Linked DNA regions of Macaca mulatta: region 2 is linked to region 1. Evidence: chromatin contacts called from public Hi-C data. All regions are on one chromosome and are shown on one strand. Each heading gives the region's core, a stretch centred on a gene start, on an enhancer-like site or on the middle of the called end of the contact. The rest is flanking DNA. Distances are from core to core; before and after follow the strand shown. Region 1 holds the start of ACTRT3 (actin related protein T3). Region 2 holds the start of SKIL (SKI like proto-oncogene).

Region 1 (4,128 bases), core at 1,160-3,659:
CGCGAGGTGGCTGCCCATAGAGCCGGGAATGCGCCGGGCCACGGCTTGCTGTCAAAGGTTCTATCACTGGCGCCGAGGAGGCCACACCTTCTCCCTTCCCACTCTCTCTACGCCAGGCGGCATCCGAGAGTGACAACCAAAGCCAGTCCCTCCTCGGCTTCTGCCGCCCTGCCCTCTGCCCAGCTCCCACTCCCGCGAAATGCCACAGCAGAGGTTGTGGCCCAGGCCACCCCGGGGCTGCCTAACCCAAGCCTTCCACCTGCGCCCGGACCCGTGCGGGAACTCCAAGGAGCCTGCCCTCCGATGGCCGAGGTTCTGGAGAGACCGGGAATGGCGGGCCAGGGGTGAAGTAGGAACTCACCGATAGCAACCCAAGTGGGGGAACACAGTTTCTTCACTCTGTCTCCGCCATCTTGGGAGGACGTCACCGCGCCACGCTCCGCCTCTCCCTTCCTTCCACGGTGGCGTCATGTCCGGCTCTGTCATCCCGTGGCCGTGCGGGAGGCTCTGGGGCGGTGGGGATCCAGCGCTGGCCAGGACGGGACAGGATGGCCCACAGAGACCCACTCCCCAGCATGCCAGGGGTCCCTCGAAGCAGCAGGCGTCATGGATACGAGAGCTGAGGGCTCGCTAGCTCGCAGCGCTCCGCCTGTCTTCCTCATCGCGAGCATTCTGGTGTCGGCAGTCAGCGTCTGGCGCTCTGCCGGGGCTCTGCGCCGAGGCCCGGCAGCACTGCGCCGCGGGCCTCTCTCCTGAAGCCAGCTGCGCACTGGATACGGGGGCTTGTAGTTGCTTGTCTTCTCCCATCATCCTCCCCTTTCTCGGGGCCCCCACCGGTGGAAACTGCTGCATGTATACTCGGATCTCTGCCATGGGGGATTTTTTAGCTGAGACTCGGCACCCCTTTCCCGCTTACGAACCTGAAAACTCTTGGCACCCCCTGTTTTTTTTGTGCCCCAGCCAACTGTGGCTCAGCTTCCAAGATGCCCTTACCTGGTGACAGAAGTCTGGGATGCACGAAAGCGGAGCAGCTGGGCACAGTGGGCATGCGCAACATTAGAGGAAGGTGGGCTTTATACCGGAAAAGGTTTTCCTGCGTCTGGAGTAGAAGATTTTTAATACGATTATTTACATACACTTCAGACGAAAAACCAAGTGACATAATACAAAAACGCTCAGGAGGCGACAGGACTAACCACTTTTACACTTTGATCTTTCCTTCTAGGCTGTACAGTATTCTTTATGTATTAGCTGGTGAGTCAAATTCATTTTTTAAAACCCGGGGCACGTGTTCCACGTGGCAAGGCTTCCATAAAAACATTTGGTGAACGAATAAAGTAACATAAAAACTTACGGTTCAAACTCTCAAATTGCTATCAAGATCATGTCTTTTGAAAGACCGATATATATTAATCTCACGCTGACCTCAAAAAAAAAAAGTGATCTCACGCTTTCTTTCAAGCAAAGAAAAGAACGTCTGTCGAGCTGTTTCCGCCCGGTTTCGAACCGGGGACCTTTCGCGTGTTAGGCGAACGTGATAACCACTACACTACGGAAACCCCGCTGCATGGTTTTTGTTGTGGAGTCCTTGATATATATATGTGTCAATTCGCAATTCCAAGTGAAAAATCTATGCCCAATTGGTGGAGCGAAACCGTTTCAAAAGCTTGAATCTGCATGCACTTTCTTCCAAAGCGCCTGGGTACCGCGGTAGAAACCAGGCACTCCCGAGTTGCCCTTCCTTTGGGTGCACTTTTTTTTTTTTTGCCTCCTGGGAAAGAAGGTTTTATTATACATCCTTTCCGCAGGTTCAGCTGCTCAGACTCCGGGGCGAAGCAGGCAACTTTCGTTATTTAGCCGCGAAAAAGCCATCCTTTCAGCTGCTGGTGGAAGGACGTGTAAAATTACTTTTGAATTTCCTCCTTTTGCTTATGAAGACCAAGCAGAGGTTCTAAATTGACTGCTTATTTTAAAATTCTCTACAGGGTATGCAGAATCAGACACCAAGATGCGTTTATTGACAAGCAATGTACTTTTAAATTTTTCCAAACTTGAATTTCCTATGACCTGAGAAACTTCACTTTTCCTCCAAAAAGGCGGGCACGTCCTTCAGTCTAAAAATCAAGAGTAGGGAATGAGGCTTGCAGATTACACCAGAAGGATATAATTCGAATTAATATAATTCGAGGAACTACTATTTTAATTGCGTATATTTTGCTTGGAAATCACAGGAAGAAACACAACAAAGCATTGCCCAGTGTACAGAAAAAATAACAAACGTACTTAAAACTCATTTAAATTCTAGCATTTTTCTCCTTATTTTAGAAGTTTAACGTTTCAGAAGCAGACACTGCCTCCCTTCCTGCGACAACTTTCCCCTTTTAAGTCTCATTTTTCCCCAGTTTCAAGGGCGAATTCTAGAACTCCCCGGAACCGCCACCAGTTAAGCAGAATTCAGTGGCTTTGGAAAATAAAACTGCTTTTATAGCTCTTCTGGGTATTTGAGAAATGCACTTGTTAAGTGTTAGAGTTGAATCTTTTGATGGGAAAGTCGGGTTTTCCTGATACTAGGATTCCGGGATTCCAGGGGTTGGGGTGGCCCAGTTCCTGCGAGAAGCAATAGCGGGCGGTGACATGAGGAGCACAGTGCGTCCAGCGAGTCCTTGCGCCTGGGGGCCTCCCGAACCCCCGCCTGCGCCCCAGGACTCGAGCCTCACTGGGCCGTGCCGGGGCCTCTGTGACGCGGCGTTTCAGGCAGTCGGCCCCGGCAGAGCCCGCAGCCAGAGCGGCCCAGAGACAGGAGGCGGCGGCGGCAGCGGCGGCATGAACCACTGCCAGCTTCCGGTGGTGATCGACAACGGCTCGGGAGTGATCAAGGCGGGCCTGGCTGGGAGCAGGGAGCCCCAGTTTATCTACCCGAACATCATCGGCCGCGCCAAGGGCCAGAGCCGCGCGGCGCCGGGCGGGTTAGAACTCTGCGTGGGTGACCAAGCTCAGGACTGGAGGAGCTCGCTGTCCATCAGGTACCTCCTTCTCCCAGCAAGACTGGTGGGGCTGGGGAGGTTGTAGGGGAGTGGGGCTGGGGAGGTTGTGTGGGGTGGGGCTGGGGAGGCTGGGGAGGTGGGACTGGGGAGGTTGTGTGAGGTGGGACTGGGGAGGTTGTGGGGGGCGGGGCTGGGGGGTTGGGGGACGGGGCTGGGGAGGTTGCGGTGGGCGGGGCTGGGGAGGTTGAGGGGGCGGGGCTGGGGAGGTTGCGGGGGGCGGGGCTGGGGAGGTTGGGGGTGGGGCTGGGGTTGGGTTGGCTGGGGGCGGGGGTACTGGGGGTGTTGGGGTGGGGCAGGGAAGAACCCCAAAGGAGGTGCGCAATGGGGACAGAAAGGATAAGGAAGCAGGGAGCAGGAAAACCCCAGCCAGCTGGAGTTACTACAAACGCGCGGGCCACAAATCTCCATGGGTACCACACATCTAAAAAATTGAACATTTTGCTCTCTGTGGCTATCAAATGCATTCAAACGTATAAAGTTATCCAACGAATTCATTTAAGAATATTAACTCGGCCGGGCGCGGTGGCTCAAGCCTGTAATCCCAGCACTTTGGGAGGCCGAGATGGGCGGATCACGAGGTCAGGAGATCGAGACCATCCTGGCTAACCAGGTGAAACCCCGTCTCTACTAAGAAAACACAACGGGTGAGGTGGTGGGTGCCTGTAGTCCCAGCTACTCGGGAGGCTGAGGCAGGAGAATGGCGTGAACCTGGGAGGCGGAGCTTACAGTGAGCTGAGATGGCGCCACTGCACTCCAGCCTGGGTGACAGAGTGAGACTCCGTCTCCAAAACAAACAAACAAACAAAAAAGAATATTAACTCATGGTTCCTTTTGTCACTTGGGTTATTCTCTTCAATTGACACTTAAACTATACTATAATGTGGACATTTCCCAATTTTTTAAAAGTCACAAACTTCCAAAGGAGAGAGAAAATAGAAAGCAACAAAAATTGCAGAGGTAAGTAGCTGTGCTAATTTTTGCTGACATTTACCTTCTGTGAGAGGCTGTGGCAGTTATTGCCCATAAAGGGATATTGGTAATAAACACGGGGAATTAACTGAGGGTCAAAGACAATAGAACTAGA
Region 2 (4,128 bases), core at 1,138-3,637, 580 kb before region 1:
CTTCAGATATACATATTAAAATAAAGTTACCAATTTCTCAATTAAAGATGTCCAGGATCAATGCAATGGTTTGGTTTGTTTTAAGCAAAACACATGAAAAGTTTATGCCATTCCTTGGGCCATAAAATCTAGACTCAAACACAACTCAAAATGATGCAACCAAATTTAATCTTTACCACCAAGGAAACCGAAAAGGAGGGCAGAGGGAGTATGTCCTCTAAAAATGATGGTCTGCTGGTCTGTGCTGGAAAACCGAAGACGTGTGTAAATCCTCAAACCAGTGAGAAAAGCCTCCGACTTAAAAAACTGCCCAGTTATCTTCAAGGATTATAGTTCATTCTTCTTTTAATTAATCTGGAAGAAGAGAAGGGGGTGGGGGAACAGTTACATTTGAATTTGCTTCAGAGGCCAAACGGGGCCAGTTTAAAACCAGTTGGTTTTTTTTTTTTTTTTTTTTTTTTTTTTAACGGAGTCCCGCTCTGTCACCCAGGCTGGAGTGCAGTGATCTCGGCTTACTGCAACCTCCGCCTCCCGGGTTCAAGCAATTTTCCTGTCTCAGCCTCCCGAGTAGCTGGGACTACAGGCGCAAGCCACGACGCCCAGCTAATTTTTTAGTATTTTTAGTTGAGTCGGGGTTTCACCATATTGGTCAGGCTGGTCTGGAACTCCAGACCACAGGTGATCCTCCCACCTGGGTCTCCCAAAGTGCGGGAAATACAGGTGTGAGACACCGCACCCGGCCGAAACCAGTTGCTCAATCTTAAACTGAGTTCACTTTACCAAAGGTGAAGCTTGAGTGATTTCTTTAAATCTAACACCAGTTTACTAGAAGAACATTCATTTAAATAGGAAAGCAATTTGGAGTTGGAGAAAGCTAGCAATAATACAACACAAAAGGCCATTCGAGTTCAGAACATGAAGACTCTTAAACAGATCATCTCAATCAGTACCAGAGGCTTTCTCAGTTATGCCATTTTAAGGGAGGAAAAAAATCCATTACTTCATCTCCTATTTAAAAAAAAAAAAAAAAAAACAGTTTCATCCAAAAAAATCAGATAGGAGTTAACATATCTACCATATGTAACCAAGTTACAATTTTAAGTGAATTAATTCAGCTAGTCCATGTACACTAATTTTCTGAAATAACTGTAGACAAAAATTAACTCTCTCTTTAAAAGGTTAGCGATTTTACTTAATGGAAGCCAAAAGCTATAGACTCCACACCTGGGAATCTCCAACCTTGAACAAGACTAATCCGGGACAAAAAGCACAAGGCAGACAAACCTCACAAAGAATGCAAATGGAGGAAGAGGGGAAAAGAAAAGACTCTTCTACTTCCTTCTTGAGAGAAAACCCAAAATAAATCCAATAAATAGAAATTTTTACTTCCCAAACTCTCAGCAATTTACCTTAAAACAGACCCAAAGGATTAAGGACCAATGCCACCAACCATCGTACAGATTTTTGTCCACCACGAGAACACACCTCAGTCAACACAGGCCAAGGAAGAGGGCAAGAGGCATGCCCTAGAATGCGGGAGCCCCTAAAACCCTGAAGTCCTCCGCCCACTCAAAGCCACCCACCTATCTCTAACCCGAAGAGGGGGAGAACAAGGGACACGGGAAGCCTGGGGGTGGGTGTGCAAGGGGGCGGAGGGAAGTAAAGGGAGGAGTCCCCCCACCCCCACCCGCGAGCCTGGGATAACCCCAAGTGCCCTCCCAACACCGCCCCCCCGCGGGGGCCGCGGGAAGGACTGTGGAAATCCCCCCCCCTCCGCGCGCCCACTCCCTGGGAAGTTCTCGGGTGTCACCTCAGCGACCCTAATGGTGCACCTCCCCCCGCCAGCCCCGGGCCAGAACGAAGAGGGCATTGGGGCAGTTCAGGCGCCGAGAGCGGATCCCCGCGCCGCCGGGGGCTGACGGACCGGGTCGAGACCAGGGCATCCCCGCGGAGCGCTGCTGGAGTGGGGGAGGGGGGCGGTGACGGGCGTCCGGGTCTCCGGGGTCCCCGCGGCTCCCGTCAAGTGCAGCGCCCTGCCCTGCCCGCGCCCACCGCCTGGGGCCAACGAAGCGTGATCAGCTGTGGGACACGCGCCTAGCGACCCCCTCTGGCCCCGACCCCCCCCCCGGGACCCGCGCATCCAAACCCCCTACTCGGGCCTCGGTGCCCGGGAAGCTCCACGAGCTTTGTGAACTCCCCACCGCCCCTGTCGCCACCGTCGGGCTCCCAGGAGGGTGAGCGCCTCTGGCCTCCCGCCGCCTCCGCCGCGTCCCAGCCGTGAGCCGGAGCCGCACCTGTGCCCGCCGCCGCCGTCGCCGCTCGCCCGCTCCCTTCGGCTGTGCCGGCGCCGCTCCGAACCCCACACACATCGCTACACACAGCCCTCTGACGTCACCGAGTCCTCGGCCCGCCCACGTCACTGCGGAGACACACGGCTTCCCGCAGACGCCGCCGCCGTCTCCGGCCGCCCGGGGGAGAGCGAGGGCGGCGGGGAGGGGGAGGGGAAGGGAACGAAGCCAGCGGCGGCGCCGCGCGCGCGGGACCGCCGGCGTCTCCGCCGCCGCCGCCGCCACTTCGCGGCTCCCGACCCCCTCGGGGACGCGCGCGCCGTCTGGCCTATTGTAGCTCCTCAGGGCACCCCCCGGCCCAGTCGTCTCGCGCGCGTGCCCCTCCCCCCAGGCGCGCGCCCGGCGCTTCTGGCCCCGCGCGCCGTCTGGGCGGCTGGCGCGCGGCGCTGTCTGCGGTGCACCCGGCGCAGACAGGATGTTCCCTCCCCACCCCACCCTCACCGCCGCCCTCCCTCCTTCCTTCCTTCCTTTAGTCGCCCAGCCGGCTGTCTGGGGCCACCGCCCCGCCCCCGCCCCACCCGCCGCTCTGTGGTGATGGGCCAGACCCGGGGGCGCCCTGGCCGCTCGGACGCCGCGCAGCGGGGAAGAGGGGGCAGGGCAGCCACGCCGTGCACTGTGCGCGACCCCAGCAGCCGGCAGGGCGGAGGCAGTGCTCGCCCGGCAGAGCGCCGCCGCCCGAGGTCAGGCACGGGCGACCCTCCCCCTGCTGGGCCGCAGCTGGGCCGCCCCGCCCCGGAGGCAGCCGGGCGGCGGCCGCCCTGCAGGGCCCCGGGGGCCGGCTCTGCTCCCCGCCCCCGCGGGACCTCCCTCCTGGGCTGCCCCTCGCCCCCTCGGGGCCTCCTGCCCAAGGGCCGCCCAGCCAGCTGCCGGCGCTCCGCCCCGCCCCGGCGGCCCCGGCCTCGCCCGAGCGGCCTCCACCCAGACGCCTTCCCCTGGCTGACCTCCATCCGCCATCGGGTCGGGCGGGAGGGGTGGCCAAAGTTCTGGCAAAACCGAGAGCAAACATTTCTATCCCTGCTCCCCAGCCTCCTGCCTCCACCCCACCAGGCTGCTCTCTCGGTTCCAGAAGGGAGCTATAAATTACAGGTTTTTACAGTGTTTACTGAGGCCTTTTTCTTTTTTTTTTTTGGAGAGTGACGAGACGAGGTTGGGAATATAGGACTCAAGAGCTTTCCGGCTGTGACCCTCTGAGGCGTGTAGGGTGGTCTTCCTGGTTCCCAGGGTAGCCGATTAGCATATTGAACTCTGCAGAGCTGCTCCGTCACATTTCGAAACACCAAGAAATCCCCTTTTCTCCACCCCACCACAAGATCGGGAACTGAAATAGTCCACCGAGTAGCAGTGCACAGAATTCAGGAGACTCGAGCTTTGTCCCTTTTTTTCCCCCATTTTCGTCCAATTTCTTCTAGTTTTACTGCCTCGAGTTATTCCTATGGGGGCCCACATTTGGAGTCGGCCGGCTGGAAATACTTGTGCTCGTATATTTTTTTTATTATTATTTCCTCACAACAGGCCTCCGAAAGGCTCACAAGCCTCCCAATCCCCACCACTCGCTGCACCTCCACCCAAGTTCCCTTCCTTAGGCCCCCACCGCCGAGCTCCCAGGTCGTGCCCCCTCTCCACCCCGCCCCCCTTTTCTTCCTTCTTGACTGCCTCCTTTCCTGAACATGAATAATTCCACAGCACTTCCCATCTGTTATTGCCATAGAGACAGAAGCTTGGCAAAGATAATGATGTTCTGTGCAGAGCCAGTGGGGGAAAAACAGCATCTGCGAGTCTG

Evidence for each region. Hi-C and Micro-C count contacts between places; a contact is called where the count stands out from the background.
Region 2: a contact with region 1 is called in a Hi-C map of fetal cortex germinal zone, with 3 times the contacts expected there. The contact joins the promoter of SKIL here to the promoter of ACTRT3 in region 1. A contact is called at or near these places in 2 of 14 Hi-C or Micro-C datasets (fetal cortex germinal zone and liver).

What each region holds. Positions count from the first base shown.
Region 1 is chr2:81,487,231-81,491,358 of T2T-MMU8v2.0, reverse strand. ACTRT3 (actin related protein T3) reads left to right here and starts at 2,409. Exons shown (of 2, transcript XM_001093250.5): 1 at 2,409-3,023. The coding sequence starts at 2,635. TRNAV-AAC (transfer RNA valine (anticodon AAC)) reads right to left here and starts at 1,559; the gene lies at 1,487-1,559. MYNN (myoneurin) reads right to left here and starts at 426. Exons shown (of 8, transcript XM_077991653.1): 1 at 362-426.
Region 2 is chr2:82,070,964-82,075,091 of T2T-MMU8v2.0, reverse strand. SKIL (SKI like proto-oncogene) reads right to left here and starts at 2,387. Exons shown (of 7, transcript XM_077991676.1): 1 at 2,295-2,387; 2 at 1-354.